Linked DNA regions of Hordeum vulgare: region 1 is linked to region 2. The links are chromatin contacts, called in public Hi-C maps. All regions are on one chromosome and are shown on one strand. The core of a region is the stretch at or near the end of the contact, and the rest is flanking DNA. Distances in the headings are between cores, read along the strand shown.

The links. A called contact is a pair of places that touch in the nucleus more often than the background predicts.
Region 1: a contact with region 2 is called in a Hi-C map of seedling, with 2.6 times the contacts expected there. The contact joins the promoter of LOC123446704 here to the promoter of LOC123449163 in region 2. A contact is called at or near these places in 1 of 6 Hi-C or Micro-C datasets (seedling) and 1 of 1 datasets of contacts at active chromatin or transcription factors (embryo).

What each region holds. Positions count from the first base shown.
Region 1 is chr4H:504,318,757-504,322,206 of MorexV3_pseudomolecules_assembly, forward strand. It overlaps LOC123446704, which reads right to left and starts at 1,833. Exons shown (of 1, transcript XM_045123261.1): 1 at 465-1,833. The coding sequence starts at 1,800. The coding sequence ends at 592.
Region 2 is chr4H:503,831,201-503,835,181 of MorexV3_pseudomolecules_assembly, forward strand. It overlaps LOC123449163 (histone H4), which reads right to left and starts at 1,981. Exons shown (of 1, transcript XM_045126268.1): 1 at 1,365-1,981. The coding sequence starts at 1,818. The coding sequence ends at 1,507. LOC123449161 (filament-like plant protein 4) reads left to right here. Exons shown (of 6, transcript XM_045126266.1): 6 at 1-743. The coding sequence ends at 383.

The DNA.
Region 1 (3,450 bases), core at 583-3,082, 490 kb after region 2:
TTCAAGTACAATATTGATCATACCACATCTTTTGAGTTCATCGCCTTGAGAGTCATCATGTTTAGGTGAAAACAGTAGCCAACATTGACAAGGATCGAAAGGAGGATAAGCGGCAACAAAAATGGGATGCCGTGTTAAAATAGAAAAATATGGACCTATGGAGGGGTCTTGAGCTATCCTTATTGATTAGCGGTGTGTGATGTTTTTTTTCCGTCCGTTGCAAGCACGGGCATTTGTACTAATCTTAATAACTTAATTAGGTTACTCTTTAACCTTTGCATCGTGGGGCCTAACATATGGGCATCATGAGAATATAATTAGCATTTTTTTATACCTAAATACTTGTTGGAAAAAACTAGTCCAGGTTCCACCAGCTACAAGTATTGTAGGTTCAAAAAAGAAGCTACAAGTATTATAGTGGAGAGAGGGACATGGCAACTGGTTGTCAAATTTCTAATTTGAATATCTAACACACATCATTTCTTGTTAAAGCTTCTAAATTCTACTTATAAAAGACCTAGACTTCTAGAGTACATTGATGCGAAATCTTAGAACAAGCTAGTATACATATGACTCGCCATTCAGTCACGGCTATCCATGACTTGGAGGGAATAGCCACGTCACCGGGAAGTCCATTAATAACGGCCGCACCGGCGTCTTGAGGAACAACTCGGACCGCTGCGTCCTCATATCGTAGACGATGCAGTAGAAGGGCTCCTGTTTGCCGTAGTATTGACAACGGTTGTATCTTTTCGCGCTAACCGTGAAGAAGATACGGTTCCCGGCTGTGTAGATAGGGTCATGCTCGCCCGTAACATGAAGAACTCGGGAGCACCATGGCCCGACAAACAGCACCCGGTCATCGCCCACACTGCTTACGTTGGTCCATCGCGACCTCTCCAAGTCGGCCTTGAGTAACTCGAACTCCATCTCCATCTCTAGCTCCAGCCCGTCCATGACTGCACTCATCGAGGTGCTGCTGCACTGCTCGGGCATCGCGTCCTCCCTGCAGACCAGCAGCAGCGTGCCGCTAGATTCTAGCAGGTATCGCGACGAGTGTCTGAGGACCCCTCTGGGCCTATACAGGAGGTGCTCGACCTGTGACACGATGGGCTCACCGCTACCGGTGCGCATGTTCCCAAAAACGGAGATGGAGACGGAGAAGAGGCCGTTGAACTTGTCGAGGGCGTAGAGCTTTCCCTGGCATGATACTATGTCTTGGAGGTCGCAAAGCTGGTCGGGGGTGCTCGACCTCCACGAGGACGCCCCTGGACGGCACAAGGCGAGCTTATTATACATCCATCCCTCGTCGTTGATGATCGCGGCGACAAGGTCGCGGGAGCACACGACGAGCTTCAGCATGTTCGGCTTCGGCTGGTCGTTGGCGACGAGGAGAGGCACGTTGGGGGCGTATGTGTCGGAGAGGCCAGGGAGCAGGATGGTGGTGGACATGGAGAAGGGGCTGACCAGCGTGTAGGCGCCGTCGTAGCGCTCGAACACGAGCCACTCGCCGCAGGAGCTATGCGCGTGCGGCAGTTGCCGGTGGCGGTCGAGGTGGAGCGGCAGCGGCCGGAAGGCGGAGCCCGGCAGGCTGTAGAATGTCCGGTCAGGCAAGGCGAGCCACGGGTAGTGCGAGGGCGGAGAGCTCTGCAGCGCGGAGGCGCGCCACTGTTTGCAGACGGCTGCGAAGCGGACCCGGTTGGCGTGGCTGGGGAGGCGTCGGAGCACGACGCCCGCGAGCTCGGTGGGGATGCTGGACCATCTGGGAACATGGGCACGGCGCCGTGTTGGCGACGACATGACTATGGGTGTTGTTGCTGTAGCCGGTGCACGGTCCCGTGAGAGCAGTATGTATACTCGCGCGTATGGTTAACACGGGCAGAGACGAGGCATGTTTTCCTTCCGAGTTTGGAGTGTGATCCTCCCGACCCAGATCCAACTCGGAGTACCGGGCAACTATCTACCAGAACGGAATCGTGCTGGTCCCGATGGCGTTGAACTCCTCCCAACCAGCCGGCTAGCCTGCGTAGTACTACCTCCGTATAGGGCATGCGCGTAGTTTTAGGTTATAAATTGAACTAGATAAATATATATAATAAGTATGTAATAAAAATTACATATTCAGAAACTACATTTCCACATGAATCTAATGATATATTATTTATTACATATAATCTTTATCTACTAATAAAACAATTAGTGCTTCTGTTGTCCGTCATTAACATTGTCCATAAAATTGATGAAAATTACCCACAATTGCCACTTATAAGCCATAGAAAACGTTTCAAACAGGAAAATCTCCTGACTAGGCCGGCCCATGTAGTCACCTCCTATATTACGCTCTGTGCATCAGAAAAAGATGCAGCACCTATTTGGGACGGCCCATGCGTGGCCGCCTGTTCTTTTATTTTAGTTTTTTTTTATTTTACTTTTCAGCTCGATTTTTTTCTACTTTAAATAATTTAGAAATTCAAATAACTTTTCTTAAATTTAAGAAATTGAGAATTTTGAAATAAAATATTAATAAAATATATATTTTTGAGAATTCAAAAACTACGCAGCAGTTTTGAAAAATGTTTGCATATATAAAAAAAGTTTAAATTTTTAGAAAATGTCTGTAAAATGAAAAAAGTTAATAATTTTTAAAAAAAGTCCGTGTAAAAATCTTAAAAATAGTTCGTGCCTCTGTTTTTAGTCTCATTTTTTATTTTCATTTTCTGTTTCATTTTTTAAAATTTAAATAATATAGACTTTTGAAAAACTTTTGCAACTTATAAAACTAATAATTTTGAAGAAAACATAAAATGTTTGTGAATTCAAAAAATGCTCGGGATATTTGTAAAAGTATTCCCAGATTCAAAAAAATGTTCATAATTTTAAGAACAATGTTGGTGAAAACAATAAAAGTCCATGATTTTGCGAAAAAAGTTTGTGTATTATTTTTTGGGTGCAATTGAAAAAAATGTTCATGCATTTCAAGAAATGTTCTAAAATTTGAAGGACGTAATATGATCAGCATCCTTAAAGATTATAGTTAATTTTTCTCCCGTTGCAACGCACGGGCCCTTTTGCTAGTATATATTTAGCTAGTTAAATTAACAACCTAGAACTACGCGCATGCCCTATACACTTGAACGAAGGTAGGAGTCAAATTACTAGTGATTGGGGCCCGCCAATGGCGGGCCTCCTGAGACATGCCTGTGGTGCACCGACTTATTAAAGCACCTCTTTGCGTCTAGTGCGGTTATTTATAGGGAATCGTTTCCACCCGGCGCGCCGGCCGAACAGACGCGCCGGTCGCCCCCTCGCGCGCTGGCCCATGCAACATTTTTCTCACCCCGCGCGCTTCGTTGGTCAATGGATGCAACATTTTTCGTTTAAATTTGTTGCAATCAGCGTTATTTTTGCCACAAGCATTTTTTACTATATTTTGTCCCAGTATAAAAGTTG
Region 2 (3,981 bases), core at 731-3,230:
AGACCATGATGATTCTTGGTCGTCAACTGCAAGCCATGCGTCCTCCAGCAGAGTCAATGGGTGCCTCGCCAACCCGGCAACGAATGGAGGACTTCTTGCAAGACGCGGCAGGAACAACCGAAGGAGGCGAGTATGCCCAGAAACCATCTGGCCATCATGATACAGACCAGGAAATGCTGGAGTCAGGGAATGTGTCTCCCCTCAACGGATACAAGACCCATATGACCCCTTCTGATGTGGACGGAAGCCCTTCCCTTTCAATGAACAGTTCCAAGCGCCCAAAGCATAGGTCGCGATCCTCATCCTCTTCCTCGTTTGCTAACCAGTTGCCCGAGAAACAAAGCCGGGGCTTTAGTCGGTTCTTCGCCAAGGGCAAAGAGTGAACATTAGCTGGATTGCAAGATTCTGTGATGTTGGCTTGTTGATTCTTTACGGCGAATGGATCGATGACGGATGAACGCGGATCATGGGTTTCTATAGGGCTACTCGGCGAACCTGCTTGTGTATTATTTTGAGGTGATGCCTCCAGTGGTTCAGTTGCTGGAGTAATACTTGCCTTGCAGTCGAGCGGTTATGACCAGGTTGTGTGTGTGTGAGAGAGAGAGAGTGTGTGTGTGTGTTAGCTGTCTTTATCTTCTGCTAGAGTTTTTTCTGGGTTGCTGTTTGTCTGAAACCTCACTAAAACCTCACTGTACATGTGCTTACCTGCATGAAGAAGAGAGCTGCTGTCTGTTTGTGTTTCATTCTCTTGTGAAGCAGTTTGTGTATGTCGTTGGTGCCAAAACTGGCTTCGGGTACAGCTAAGTTAACCTGCATCAATTTGACTGTAGCAGTTATCATTGTGTTTATATCTGTTTCATTGTCAAAATCTGAAGAAAGATTTTTGGTGTCCACTTTGTGTTTTCTAAGTTACTCCTACATCATTACTGGTGGAAAGACAGATTATACCCAAGAAAAAATTGAACACAATTTATACCAATTTTAAAAACAGCAAAAACTAACTCATACAGTTTTCTCTGTCACTGGAGTAGGGAGTAGAACGCAACGAACACAAAGTCTGTACCAATTTACATTGCTGGCAATGTTACCAGGCAACCAAACAGAGTTTTATTCCAACTGCAGGGGTGACAAGGGAAAAAGGAACCGCCGATATTTACTTCTGCGAGCATGTTGAAGAGCCATGGCCAGTTTGGCAGTTTCAGACTTCCAGCTGCAACGTGCATAATTTCCAGCTCTCTCTAGAACAACAACACTGGCATGGCACTGCACTGCAAGAACCAGAGCAGGGCAATTATCCAAAGAAGAAATCACAGCATAAAGAGAAGCGCACGCATTCTGGATTACTCTGATTAGAAGGGGCGTTCTTGAAATAAACACCAGGATTCACTTCACTGCAACAGAGCACGGTTACATCAGGAACACCAGATCCGACACCAAACTACCACCACCAGGATGCCCAGGCATCGCTCGATAAAACAAGCCTCTACGAGGAAGGAAAGGAAAACCCTAGCCGCCGAAGCCGTAGAGGGTGCGGCCCTGGCGCTTGAGGGCGTAGACGACGTCCATGGCCGTGACGGTCTTGCGGCGCGCGTGCTCCGTGTAGGTGACGGCGTCGCGGATGACGTTCTCGAGGAAGATCTTGAGCACGCCGCGGGTCTCCTCGTAGATGAGCCCCGAGATGCGCTTCACGCCACCACGACGCGCCAGCCGCCGGATCGCCGGCTTCGTGATGCCCTGGATGTTGTCGCGCAGCACCTTCCGGTGGCGCTTCGCTCCGCCCTTGCCGAGCCCCTTGCCGCCCTTGCCGCGGCCAGACATCTCCGCAGCTCCGTGTTTTTTCCCGGGGAAGAAGAAGGATTTGGGGATTTTTGGAATTGGATGGTTTGGGAGGAGACGAGTGGGCAGGGATATGTAGAGTTGGAGATGGGCGCGGGAGGCGTTGGATAGGGGAGCGATCCGCGTGAGGGGCGAACGCTATGGCCTTGCCGTTGGATCGAGGTGGGGTTGGTTCCTACTGGTAGAGCGATAGAGGCGCGGATCGCGGCTGCTGGCCTTTTATGGAGTGAAGCGCACGGGGACTGGAAATCGGGAAGAAGGGTCGAGCGGGAATTATTTCTGTGCATTCTGGGCGAGATGGAAATTTTGGGCCAATTCATACTTCCGGGGTGTTTGGTTATAACGGACTAGACGGGGACTAAATAAAAAGCCTCTCGAGTAGAGTCTTTTTTTAATCAAGGAAAAATTCCTCCTGTTTGGTTACATAGGGACTAAAAAAGATATTTTTTTAGTCTAATCTCTGTAAACAAACAGGGCCTTCATCGCGTCAAGAAGCTCTGACTTCACACAGGGTCCTTCCAACTGGATCAGCCCATTTGTAGTTCAAATTAAAAAACATAATGTTGAAACATTGTCGTGGGATGACACTGTACCATTCGGCATTTCGAATCACTGTAGCACCATGTTTTCTTGCTCGGTTTTTATTTTCGAGCATTTTGAACATATGAATGTATACAAATGGAAAAAAAATCGAATACACATTAAACAATTTTTTTAATGTATGTTGAGAAAATTTTCAACTATGCAATGAACATTTTTAATCTACATTAAATAAAATTTTAATACGCATTGGGCATTTGTGTAATGTAAATTGAACTTTTTTCCAATACACATTGAACATTTTGTATGATATACATTGAATTTATTTCAAATACACGATGAATATTTGTAGTATTTGCTGAATAAACTCTTAACATACGATAAGGAATGCTAATGGATACCCATTACCCGTGTACCCTCTGGGTAAAACCCCTATTAAGGTAAGGATATGGTTCAAAATATACACATGAAATACATAAATGGGAAAAATTGAAACCCATCGAATATGGTGGGTGCGAGTATGATTTAGTATAACCCATACCCGTGTATCTATGTATCCGTGTATAATCTGAAAAATAGGCCTTAAATAATATTTATCCACATGTTAAACATATTATATGTACATAAATCCCGCTGCTAGCCCACGTTCAGAGTGTGTTGTTGTTACGAGTATGTGTTGTTGTCATGAAGTGTTGTTGTTTATACATTATTATTAAAAGTTTTTAAAATGATGTGTTACAAATCTGGGTAATTTTACCCGCGGGAACCTATTTACCCTACCGGATGATGGGTATGAGAAAAGTTGTACCCGTCGACTGGTATGGGTACGAGTGATGGGTAAGATTTAGGATGACGGATAAGGGTATGAGATGGCTACACCCGTATCCAAACCCGGCAGGTGCGATCCCTATATACGATGAACCTTTATGTAATATACTATGAAAATTTCTTAGTATACGATGAATATTTGAAATAGACATTAAAATTTTGTATAATACATGAAAAGAGAAAAAAAGAGAAGAAAAAGAAAGAAGATAATAGAAAATGTAACCAGAAAACGGAAAAAAGGAAAAGAAAAAGAAAATAAAAAACATAAAAGAGAAATAAACAATGAAGTCAATTGTGGGCAGGCCCAAATCGGGGCGTCGGGTGGGACACCTTCAGCAAAGCCGCATCTCTATGACACCCACGGTGACTATTAAGGTTGGCGAATCCTTTTCTTTTGACACATGGAAAAATTTCTACGATATACGATGACTATTTTTGTTATATACATTGAGTTTTTCTAAAATATGGCGGACTTTCCTAATTATATGATGAACATTTTTGAATACATACTAAATATATATTTTATATACATAAGAAAAAATAACACATAAAGAAGAGAAAACTAAAATATTTTTTTTCCTATTTTACAATAGTTCTTAAAATATATAGCTCCTAAAAAACAAAAGAAACAACTAAAAAAGAACAAAAAAACAACATGTGAGGCATAGTGGGGCCATTGGGCTTGCCTTCAGCGAAGGTACCCCTAGGAGCTCTTGAAATTTTGTGCTTGACCCACTAAACAAGAATGTTTGGTGTGGGATGTGATGGTTAACTAGG